2 separate regions of the Mus musculus genome follow, and region 1 is linked to region 2. Evidence: chromatin contacts called from public ChIA-PET data. All regions are on one chromosome and are shown on one strand. Each heading gives the region's core, a stretch centred on a gene start, on an enhancer-like site or on the middle of the called end of the contact. The rest is flanking DNA. Distances are from core to core; before and after follow the strand shown.

What was found. ChIA-PET counts read pairs in DNA pulled down with a chosen protein or histone mark.
Region 1: an RNA polymerase II ChIA-PET map of memory CD8 T cells shows a contact between it and region 2, with 194 read pairs. The contact joins the promoter of Get1 here to the enhancer-like site in region 2. A contact is called at or near these places in 4 of 39 promoter capture datasets (the 3T3-L1 cell line, hippocampal neurons, liver and 1 more), 2 of 15 datasets of contacts at CTCF or cohesin (the NIH/3T3 cell line and embryonic stem cells), 17 of 484 Hi-C or Micro-C datasets (B cells, CD8 T cells, MC3T3-E1-derived osteoblasts and 12 more), 14 of 115 datasets of contacts at active chromatin or transcription factors (the HPC-7 cell line, bone marrow-derived macrophages, craniofacial prominence and 11 more) and 3 of 9 other capture datasets (adipose tissue, liver and pancreatic islet).

The regions. Positions count from the first base shown.
Region 1 is chr16:96,143,624-96,149,737 of GRCm38.p6, reverse strand. It overlaps Get1 (guided entry of tail-anchored proteins factor 1), which reads right to left and starts at 4,338. Exons shown (of 5, transcript NM_207301.3): 1 at 4,160-4,338. The coding sequence starts at 4,261.
Region 2 is chr16:96,057,526-96,063,619 of GRCm38.p6, reverse strand. It overlaps Brwd1 (bromodomain and WD repeat domain containing 1), which reads left to right. Exons shown (of 42, transcript NM_145125.3): 9 at 2,521-2,621; 10 at 3,968-4,038; 11 at 4,837-4,937. Among named protein-coding and RNA genes, the nearest start is that of Brwd1, 22 kb to the left of the region's middle. Within about 2 kb of position 2,394, at least 5 of the 459 cell types and tissues checked have an H3K27ac peak or open chromatin away from gene starts, as enhancers often do. A contact at or near this core is called in memory CD8 T cells, where this site is marked.

The DNA.
Region 1 (6,114 bases), core at 3,089-5,588, 84 kb before region 2:
CCTGTGGTCACAACCAGCAGATCCTGAGGTGGAGCGTGGGGGTGGGTGTGAGAGGCACAGTCAGGGAAGGAGACCTCAGGAGGAGAGAACAGACTCTCGGGAGACAGGCTTCAATAAGACAGCTTGTTTAATTGGGAGAACATAGGCTATTATTAAACCTTTAGGGAGTGTGCAGGGGTCTTCAGGGAGAATGCACGTCATTGGCTGGGGCCGGGATGTTGCGGCTGCCTCAAGCACAGAGAGGAATTTCAGATATTGCTGGATGTAACCTTATAAGGAGATGAAGCCCATTGTGGTTGCTGGGCTCCGTAACCTCCTCTGAGGGGCAGAGGGTGGGAGCAATCTTACTCCTACTCATCTCGGGTCTGGACACACCCGGACCCCACTCTTGTTCCAGGCCGGCACCCTATGGCTCCATGGATTCCTGCCACACCCCCAGCCCCACAGGGCCAGGGGGAAGTAGCCTGGAGATGCTCTGGTCACCCCATCATTTGGGAAGCTGGAGAGGTTCAAAGCCAGCCACCTGCAACCCAACATGATGGCCACAGTAGGTACATCTCAGAAGAAAAAACAGATGATTCAAACTCACAAAGGCCCTGGGAACAGAATTACTCACAATCAGAGGCACTACGTTTGTGAAATTTTTAACCCAGATGACTCAAGCGGAGCAAAGGACAGGAGCTCAGCTTCCTTCTTCCCACCCTGCAGACAGACGTTAGCTGCCTGCAGGGAAGTATACTGTGCTCCTGCCTCCAGGGCTTCAGTCCTGTTTGGCCAGGATGCCCTCTGCCAATAGACAAACTTGTCCAGGACTGAACCGGTGGCCACACTGTCACTGATGACCCAGGGGCCGACAGATCTGAAAGCTAGCAGCATAGCATGCACTGCCGGGCTCCTCCCTTCTGGATTCCTCAGGCAAGCTCAAAAATGACCAACCCAGGTCACCAGTATGAAGAGACCAAAACCTGAACACAGAAAGCCCAGAAACCTGCACAGACCCTGACTAGCACCAGGGTCATCTAGCACAACTCCCTAGGCAGGACCAATCCCTCCTGAAATGCCTGCCCCCCCCCCCCCGCCTGTGTACCCTACGGGGCCCTGCTGGCCCAGCATTCTGCCCAACACCCAGAACACACCTCTCCGTCAAGGCCCCAGGAGTACACCCTGTAGGTTGCTATGTCATCCTAACACTTGGAAGCCATACAAAATCCTGTCCCAACCAGGCATGGTGGTGCATGCCTTTAAAATCATTTAACCTCATAAATATGAGGCAGGCAATCTCTGAGTTTCAGGCCAGCCTGGTCTAGAGAGTGAGTTTCAAGATAGCTAGGAAACTCTATCTCAAAAAATAAATAAATAAATAACATTCCAAACAAGGGCTTTGCTCAGAGTCTGGTCTGTGGAAAGCGAGTACCTAAGGCTTGGAGCACAAAGCAAAGGGTAACTTCAAAACTGCTGAACACACCTCGAGAAGCTGGCTACACCAGCCAGGCCCCTGAAGCATGTGTGCACATGTGACTGACAGCAGAGCAGGGTCTGTCAGGAACTTAGCATGGGCACCAGCACACTGCAAGTCCAGGACGGCCATGCCAGTCCTGGGAATTCTGCAAAACTCACAAGAGCCTCACCCACCTGTACTCGTCATTTCAGGGGCACCAGAGCAGCGTACCTCCCATGTATGAGCACACGGTGTGTCCAGTGTCCCCTTCTCCTAAGACAACATTGGATCCCTTACTTTATAAATTACACGGTCTCGACTACGCATGTCGTGACCGACCTAAAGGGAAGGACCCTCGGGAAAATTCCATCCAGGACAACCACAGGCACCAGACCCACTCCAGCTGACAGAAGCCATCTAGGAAAGCCTATGGCAAGCAGCTGAGTTTCCTGAAGATGGTCCACCATTTTTGCATGGCTGCAATGGGTGCACTCTGAGAGGCAGGATTCTCAGAGACTTCATTCCAGAATCGCTTCCCGCTGCTGGTATGCATTCCTGCCACTGTTAGAAGCTCATGTAGCAATGCTGTATAGAGGAACTGATAATTTCCTAATTCCTTATCATGATTTTATAGAACTCCTAAACTGATACAAGTAAGCTACAGTGCCCATCCTTTGTGAGGAGGGACTAATACAGAACACGCCCAAGTCTGGTCATCGTGTACTGGAGGACCCTGAGTCGATCACAGGATCTCTATCTCCTCCCGCCCTGCTAGCTACTGGAAACTCATGACTCAGTGAGGAGGATGGCCCAACACAGCCTCCCTAAACATCTGAGTTCCATTCCCTTAGCTCGACTGTGAGGTGAAAGGGAACAAGACACAGGACAGGAGGACGTGGAACCCTCAAGGTAAGGATCCGGCTCAGGAGCTAAAACTCCTGCTATACAAGCACAAGGAACCACCTGAAAGGTGAGTGTAGATAGGGAGGGAGCCAGGGTCCCCACAGCAAGCTAGCCCAGTCAGTGTACTCTGGGTTTTACTGAGAGACCCTGCCTCAATGAATAAGGCAGAAGAGTGGCCAAGGGCTATCCTTGACACCAACTGACCTCAGCCTTACACACATACACACACACACACACACACACACACACACGGTGGAAAAATAAAACACACAAGAAAGCAGAATGAGAACACACATAACCACAAGGGATTGCTAGCCAAACACACAAGCAACTTTAACCACTGAAACTAACAAAAAGATTACAGGGGTGAAGGACTAGATGCCTCTCCAGAAAGACAGATGATGAAGGTATCATGTTCAGTCTCTCCTACCAACCGTCCACAACACAGATGACTGCAGTGATCCCAAATGTGTGGGTTCACATGCTAGGTATTCCCCATTCTGCAGAGAGTGTCAAATCCCACAGATGGGGAGGGGGGGTCTCACTCACAAATCACACAGCCCAGCTACAAGTCAGAGTTCCCTTGACCCCTCTTCAGGCTTCACCAATTTGCTAGACCAGCTCACGAAACTCAGAGCAAAAATCTTGCCCACTGGTTTATTACAGAACATGTTTTCCAAGGCTATAGATACAGGTTAGAGAGATGTGTTGGGGGTTAAGCACACTTGTGGCTCTTTCAGAGGATCCAGGTTCAGTTCCCAGCATGCATGTGGCTGCTCACACCATCTATAAGTCAGTTCCAGAGAATGTGACTGCCTCTTCTGGCCTCCTCAGGCAACCTCGTTCACATGGTGCATATACATACACTCAGAACACACACACACACACACACACATAAAATCTTTAATGGCTACAGATTAAGAGGGTGGAGAGATAGCTCAGTGGTCAAGAGCACACTCACATAGTGGCTCACATGGAGTCCTTGACTCCAGTGTCAGGGAATCAATGCCCCTTCTGGACTCAAAAGCACTGCATACGTGTGATGCACTTACATACATGCAAGCGAAACTCTCACATAACAAATAGTTTTTTTTAAATGGTTTAAAGGCTACAGATAGCAGGACAGATGAAGAGAACTTTGCAGACAGGTCATTGAGTGTGGGGACATCCATCCCCAGTTAGTAGTCCCCAATCCCTCTTCCAGTACACAGAAAAGTCCTTCTAAACCTTTCTGCATCCAGTCCTTTGGAGAACTGTGTGCAGACTTCATTATACAGGCATGAGTAAAATATGGAAAGTATGTTGGGGCTGGAGATGGCTCAGTGGATAAGAGCACTGGATACTACTATAGAGGGCCTGGGTTCTGTTCCCAGGACCCACGTGGCAGATAACTAATGTCTGTAACTCCAATTCCAGAGCATCCAGCGCTCTCTTCTGGACTCTGCTGGCAATGAAAGCACACAGTGCACAGATACACACGCAGGAAAAACACCCCCCATACATAAACAGAAACCTGAATGTGCAAGAACGGTATGGCCTGTTTAGATTGCTCTGTAGTGTTCCTTGTTCCCACGGACAGAACAGAAGGGGGCTCCCTGTAGCCGGGGATCAGCCGCTCCGGAGCCAGGCACCTGTGAGGATGCTGGGCCGGGGCTGCTCCTCTGTCGCGAAGCGTGGCTTGGGACCTCCCACCCTCCAGAGCTGGTTGCAACCTCGCGATCTGTGAGAAGCTCGGAGGCACCTGGAGGAAGAGAGCTTGCAGCATGGACCGCGCAAGGCCCCGCGCTCGGCCGCTCCCCGCCCCCGGCAGCTACTTACAAACGAGGACAGGGACGGCAGGAGGATGCGCAGCAAGTTACACCCGAACACGAAGCTCAACACCAGCAGCCACGCCCAGCGGTCCGTCTCGGACGCGCTCATGCTGGATCCCAGGCACCTGCACCGCTACGACAGCGCCATGGTGACCGCGCCTCCGCGCTCGCCTACGCCTGCGCACTGCAGCCCTGCTCCGCTACGGCAGCGCCTGGGAGCAGCGTCGTCAACTGCGCCTGCGCACTGCAGTCCTGTTCCGCTATGGCAGCACCAGGGAGACGGCGTCGTCAACTGCGCCTGCGCCGGCGCGCCACGGCTAGGGCTACACGTCGGGCCGCGGTGCACGCACGCTACACCTCCTCTAGGGGGCAGCATGGGATGTTACTTAGCAGCCATTTTCGCCTTTCGCCTTCCCGGCTTCCGTAGCCGGGTGATAGCCCACTTCGGGAGGCTAAACAGGTTTTGGCAAACTGTGATTGCTTGTAGTAACCGAAAACTATTTACGTTCTTACTGAGTTAACTAACGCACTTTTATTCTTTTTTATGTATATGAATTTTTTTTAAAGATTTATTTATTTATTGTAAGTACACTGTAGCTGTCCTCAGACACTCCAGAAGAGGGAGTCAGATCTCATTACTGATGGTTGTGAGCCACCATGTGGTTGCTGGGATTTGAACTCCTGACCTTCGGAAGAGCAGTCGGGTGCTCTTACCCACTGAGCCATCTCACCAGCCCTCTCACTTTTATTCTTAAATAAATTTATTTTAGGATAAGCCTCTGCATGAATAGAAAGTTACTTTATCATAGATGGTAACTGAAACTGTTTCCTAAACCGTTGTCGCATGTAAAATGGTTCGACTACATTTTAAAACTAAGCACTAATAAACACGAACAATGTAGAAAATCGTCACCCTAAAAGATAAGTTTATTCATCAAAAGACATCACATAGTGACTGGTAGAGACTTGCCAAGCATGTGGGAAGTCTTAGGTACCAGCCATGCTCAGCACGCACAAAGAAAAAGTTTACAGTGAGCTTTTAATAAAATTATCTAAATTTAGGCAATGATGAGTATTCATAACAAAAGAACCGCGGCTCACTTGTATATGGGGAATAAAGTGGAAGATAGTTGGCTGTCTTTTCTGCCACGTTAGTCAGAGAACGGGTTACTTCTAGAAACACTGCCTGTGTTTCTACCAGCAGCGGTGGGATGAATTATCTCAACGAAAGGGCACGCTGACTAGGAGACTGCCACTCCATAACCTTCCCTTCCAACTGGACTGTAGACAGACTGCCAGGTGCTCTCTCTCCACGCTGAGGTTTTAGATAGATTAAGGAAGAGCAGCCTCGTGAGAAATTATGGCAGTGTGTCTAAGTCTCCCTCCCCACAAACCCACCTTGACACATACACACACACACACACACACACACACACACACACACACACACACCTGCTTGCTCTTCAATCCCAAATCTCTGCTTTTTAGAATGAAAAGGAAATTATCAACCAAGGTCCCCACTGTACAGGAGGACCACTCTGTTCTTGGTGAGGCGAGATACTAAAAAAATTTCTGGTGAATAGCCTATAACATACATGCAGCTGGGGTGGTGTGATGGTTTGTATGTGCTCAGCCCAGAGAGTGCCACTATTAGAAGATGGGCCCCTGTTGGAGTAAGTGTGTCACTGTGGGTGTGGGCTTTAAGACCCTCATCCTAGCTGCCTGGAAGCCAGTATTCTGCTAGCAGTCTTCAGATGAAGATGTAGAACTCTCAGCTCCATCTGCATTATGCCTGCCTGGAGGCTTCCATACTCCCTCCTTGATGATAGTGTCCTGAAACTCTGGACCTGTAAACCAGCCCCAGTTAAATGTTGTCCTTATAAGAGTTGCCTTGGTCATCGTGTTTGTTCACAGCAGTAAAACCTAACAAGACAGGTGTCTAGGAGAAGCTCTTCCTGGCTC
Region 2 (6,094 bases), core at 1,145-3,644:
GTGGTACTCGGGCATTCATGAAGTGACCTTTAGGATCTAGGTGTCCTGGAACTCTACCTCGGCCTCTTAAGTGCTGGGGTTTAAAGGGGTGCATCTCCACCACCATGCCCAGCGATGGTAGCCGATTTGTGAGGCTTTGATGGCTGCTGCTGCCTTTGACTGGATTTGGTGTGAAGTACAGAGTTGGTTCCATTTTCCTGTGCAGCTCTGATTTGCTAAGCTTGGAGTGCCCGGTGTGAGGATTATGTTTTAATATGCTTGTAGCAGGCCTTGAGAACTCTTGGTTATAGCACTGCTGTTTCATGGAGAGGATCAAATTGAGACGCCAACTCTCTTGTTAGAAGGCACAGCATGTCTGATATCCTATGTTAGAATCCATTGATTACCACCTTGCTTATCTTAGAATTGCTAGAAACACTGCACAGAGATTAAAAACTAGGCTTTATAATGAGATATGCATTGGTCACAATGTAATAAATAAAAGTACATAGCCGGGTGTGGTGGCGCGTGCCTTTGATTCCAGCACTTGGGAGGCAGAGGCAGGCGGATTTCTGAGTTCAAGGCCAGCCTGAGTTCCAGGACAGCCAGGGCTACACAGAGAAACCCTGTCTTGAAAAGCCAAAAACAAAAAACCAAAAACAAAAACCCAAAAAAAAAACCCCAGAGTACAGAAGAGAACTTGTATTAAAATGTTTATTGAATGTCTGACATGGATTCATGGGTTAGTTGGAAGGATAGATATCTGTTGTGCTGGATTCTGGTAAAATACGAGCAACCCTGTCACAGAAGAGTTTCATCCTGGAAGTGAGGATGCTCTAGAAATAAATCTGCCTTTGCAGAAACCAGAGCCCAGCTTCAAATAGTCTCAGTTCTCCTGGATCCGTAATCGCAAGTCTGGTGCAGGCTAGAAGCATAAGTTGCTTTATTTAGAGACAAGCAAACCTAAGGCATAAAGGAGGAGCATTAGAGAAAAGTGCAACTAAGTCTTAACTCTGCTGTTGATCTATAGCTGACTTAAGAGCTCTGTGGCTGAAGCTCTGTGTGGTGGCATGGCCTTTAGTGCCGAGTTCAAAGCCAGTCTGGGCTATATAGCAAGATCTTGCTTCCTGAAAAACAGGAACCCAACCCTCAAAAGAACTGCAATCGATGAGTTTAGAAGAATATGGATACAACAAGAAATTGGAGAAAGAATTTGTGAGTTGAAAGGTCAGAAGAGAGAAGAGAGAGGTTTTGCTCAGGTAGACACTCTGTAATTGAAATTTTTTCAGTGGAGTATGGAATGAAGCAAACATGTTTGAAGGATGTGGACTGTGTGTGCGTGCACATACATAGACACACACAGTTAACACATTAGAAAGTGTAGATAAGAGTGTGGACTGTGTGCATGCGCGCACACACACACACACTCTTAACACATTTTAAAGTGCAGATTGAGTGGGTGTGTTGGGCAATGCTTGGCAAGCCCAGTGTTCCAGAAGCTGAGACAGGAGGATCACTGTAAGAAACCATTGTGGGCTACGTAGTGACATAAGAGCTAACCAAGGATGCAGAGCAGTGAGGTCCTGCTGCAGCTGCAGCACTGCTGTCAAGCTGTTAGAAGCCAATGTGTCAGTCTAGGCAGGATCAGCAGAGCTATAGTGGAGGGAAATGGGGCGGGCAGCAGACTGTGTCTCTGGAGGGTTGGTGCAGAACCCCTGTGATGTAAGAGCATATTTCTAGACACGGCACTGTCAGTATTCTTTATTTTATTGGGCTCAGGGTCTAGGAAGCCTTCTGTCATATGTTCTCTCTCCTTTGCCCAGTTTCAAGTTCTCTCTCTTGGTTGGGAATTTCTCTATGTAACTCTGGAACTCTTTCTATCTACACTTTGCTCGTCTTGAACACAGAGACCCACCGGCTTCTGCAGTGCAGTGGGGATTAACGATGTATGCCTAGCTCACCATTGCCTAGCTAGCTAGTTGGTGAGCACACTGTACCTGCCAAATACAGATGTCTGTCTTATTCTGATGTTTCAGTAGAAGTTGGTATTTTCTTTAGCTCTGCTTATTCTGTAAGGTCTATAAGTCACTGATGTTATTTGGAATGTGCTCTTGTGTTGCCACCTCCCGTACCACCGGTTGCTTCCATCTAGATCTAAGATGTCACCTTTGTCTTGTACTTGGGTCTAATTTAGGTTTTTCCATTTGTCATTATGCCCATGTACTTTTCCTGGACGAGGGTCTGGTTTTTCCACTGAATAGTATGATATGTTGAAGCTCCGGTCTGGCATGCTTCTAGTATCCTAAAACTGGATCTCGACCATGTCAGATCAAGACATGGCTTGTGGTTCTTGTTTACTTATATTGAAAGTTCATCAGAACCACATGTGAGTGCTCCCAGAGTTCTTACTGATGTCACCTACAGCTTGAATTTGTACTTTACTTTCTTAGCATGTTGGTTGACGTGAGCTTGAGGCAACTGCTAAGTTGTAAGCTGAGGAGAAACTCTGGAAGATGATTCATACGTGTTTTTGACTTTCAGTTTAGCCCGATGGCCAAAGGACCTCAGCGGTACATGGTTTCTACGGGCGCTGATGGCACTGTTTGCTTCTGGCAGTGGGATTTAGAGTCCTTGAAGTTCAGGTGAGTGATCTGTATGTGGTGGTTTCTCCTCTGTAATGTAATGACGGGCAGTCTAAATGTTTTCCTCCTGAACTTCTTATTGCATGTGCTTTCATTACCTTCACTCTGACAGACAGAGATGCTTAAAGGACTTAATAGCTCACCGTTGTGTAAGAAAATTCAAGTAATAGATGTGGATTTAAAACTGAGAGAAATGGAGAGTTAAGTGTGGAATCAGAAATTCAGAAAGTAAGATGGTATTCAAGAACATTGGCTGCTGGAGAGTAGTGACTGCAGGCTGCCAGTGAGTACTCAGTACCTAGAGTAGTGACTGCAGGCTGCCAGTGAGTACTCAGTACCTAGAGTAGTGACTGCAGGCTGCCAGTGAGTACTCAGTACCTAGAGTAGTGACTGCAGGCTGCCAGTGAGTACTCAGTACCTAGTGTAGTGACTGCAGGGTGCCAGTGAGTGCTCATAATACTATATTCAGTTTGTATAGAACTTGTAAAGATTTTTTTTTTTTAGGCAGGGTTTCTCTGTGTAGCCCTGCCTGTCCTAGAACTCACTCTATAGACCAGGCTGGCCTCAAACTCAGAAATCTGCCTGCCTCTGCCTCCCGAGTGCTGGGATTAAAGGCACGTGACTGGCTGACCTAAAACTTGCTATGCAGATCAGGCTGGCCTGTAATTCACAGGGATGCACTTGCCCCTCGGGGGTTAAAAGTTGTGACATTGTGGCAGAAATTTATGAGTATGTCTTGAATTAAATTGGGAAATTTTATATATATTTGTTTTTGTTACCATGTTGGTGAACAAATTTTGAGATTATACGCATGTAGCAAATGTTTTACTTGAATTTATAATGTACTCCAGCCTCCAACTTTTCAGTATTTTTGATGAAAATTGAAGATTGATACTGAGATGTATTTTGTCATACATGAGAAGGAGCTAGACTCTAAAACCCTTTCATTGACAAGGCATTCTCACAGAAGCATGTTGACATGGCTCACTTGGCTCTGTTACATTTATGTGGTGTTTGTTACTAAACTCAAGTTTGTCTAAGGCAAGCAAGCAGCTTACTAGTTGAGTTAGACCTCTAGCTCAAGGAGCTGTTAATAATGCTACTATGTTAGGCCTGAAGCAATAGTTGGGGGCCAGTGATACGGCTCTTGGTGCAAGCTCCTGCTCTGGAAACCAGATGACTGAGTTCCACCCTGTCGTGGTGGAGAAGACGACATTCCTGAAAGTGGTCCTCACCTCTGTGAGTGCATCATGGCATGTGTGCACTCCGTAATCATAGAAAAACCTCCAGTGCTCTAATTAAGTGTGTTATCATGTATTCTAAAGGCATATCATCTTCTTTTAAAGTCCACGACCCCTGAAGTTCACGGAAAAGCCAAGGCCTGGTGTTCAGATGCTGTGTTCTTCATTTAGCGTTGGTAAGATCATACTTGATGCTTGCTTTTCCTTAGTTTAATTTAGCATTTACTGAATCAGAAAGGTAGCTGATGACTTCTGTTCTTACTAGCTGAACCTACAGTGGCCATTTTAATTTTTTCTGTACTTAATGTATATTTTCATGTAGATTTTTAAGTACTGGGTTTAAGGAAACAAAGACAAACTTCAGACCTTAGAGGTAGGCTTGACAAAGGAGGTGATGTGAAGCCACCGCACTCCCTTTCTTATCTAACTCAGAGTCATTGAGAATCAAGGAGGCTCATAAGCCATTCCATGATGACATGAGTGGCCCTGTTTAGGACATTTTTCTTACATTCTGTCTACCTACAGATTTGTTTATATTTAACACAGAATCTTGGTAAAATTATAACTCTTAATCTTTTCTTGTTCAGTGGACTTGTTTGGCAAATTTTGTAGAGTAGGTCCAATGCAGTATCCTCAGGAAATGACCCTGTCACAGGTGAGCTCTACACTGAAGCATCTGCTCAGAAGCCAGGGTCTGCTTGTCCTTGGTCTTCAGGCACCGATGGATGCACAGTGTGGTGCTGCCTCGTCTCAGTAGAGCTGTGTGAGAGAGATATAGGGAGTGTTCCTAGTAGGGTTAACTTCACCAAAGCCAAAGAGTTGAGCTTTATAAAGGAATCTAATGAGCTGGAGGATGGATTTGTGGGGATGACCCTGATTTCCAGTAAGAGAGCTTTCTACTACATGTATGGAAGTATGTTTTGTTAGTGTATTTGTGCAAGCTACGTATTTAAACCTTAACATTTTTATTTCAGGTGGTATGTTTTTAGCTACAGGTAGTACTGATCATGTAATCAGAATGTATTTTTTGGGATTCGACGCACCTGAAAAAATCGCCGAGCTTGAAAGCCACACTGTAAGCATTTCTTTTTAAAATTCTGTAAATGGTTAATAATTCTTTTATTTCTAAGCTGAATTTTATTAATTTAGTTGGGTGGTTGTTGCTCAACAGATTACTTTTATTTTAAATAACATTTTTCCCTTGGGTTCTCTTGAGACAGGATATGGTCTTCCTTTGTTGTAGTTCATGGAACTGTCAAACTCACTATTCTCCTGCCTTAGCCTATTGAATGCTAGGATCATAGCTGTATGCCACTCTGCCCTACTTACTTACCGTCTCTTTAAAAATGGTGTGTGTGTATATGTGTGTGTGTGGGGGGTGGGTTGGTGTGTGTGGGGGGGTGGAGGTCTGTGGGGTGCTTGGTGCACGTGAGTGTGTGAGTGTATTTGTGTGTGTGTCTGTGGCATGGATGGTGTCTGGGTATGGGTCTGGGGTGGGTGGGGTGTGGTCCACTTGGGCGCATGGTCAGAGTAGGCCAGAGGAGGGAGGGCACTAGATTCCCCTGGAGCTGGAGTTGCGGGCAATGTGGGTGGGCTCTCCCAAAGAATAGTGTGTGCTTTTAACTGTCTACTTGTAGAGACAAATGATGACAGTTTGAGTTCACCTCTGACTGTCTATTCTATCTATGTAGTCTGTCTGTCTCTCTTTCTCTTTCACTCTGTCTTTATCTTCTGTGAGAATTTTGTACATGTTTGTACATTTTTGGCCAGGCAGTGGTGGCACACACCTTTAACCCCAGCACTCGGGAGGCAGAGGCAGGCTGATTTCTGAGTTTGAGGCCAGTCTGGTTTACAGAATGAGTTCCAGGACAGTCAGTGCTACACAGAGAAACCCTGTCTGAAAAACTAAAAAAAAAATTTTTTTTTCTGGACCTCTCATCTCCTGCAGATCATAGCCCAGACTTTAATTTTACATATTAATTCAGTCTTTTATTTTTGGTTTCTTTTTGTTGTTGATGTTGTTGTTTTTGTTTTGTTTTGTTTTGTTTTTTTCAGGGTTTCTCTGTATAGCCCTGGCTGCCCTGGAACTCACTTTGTAGATCAGGCTGGCCTTGAACTCAGAAATCCGCCTGCCTCTGCCTCCTAAGTGCTGGGATTAAAGGCATGTTGCTACCATCCTGGCCCCCACAAACTTGTTCAGTGAATTAATACATAGCCTAGATAATAGTTTTC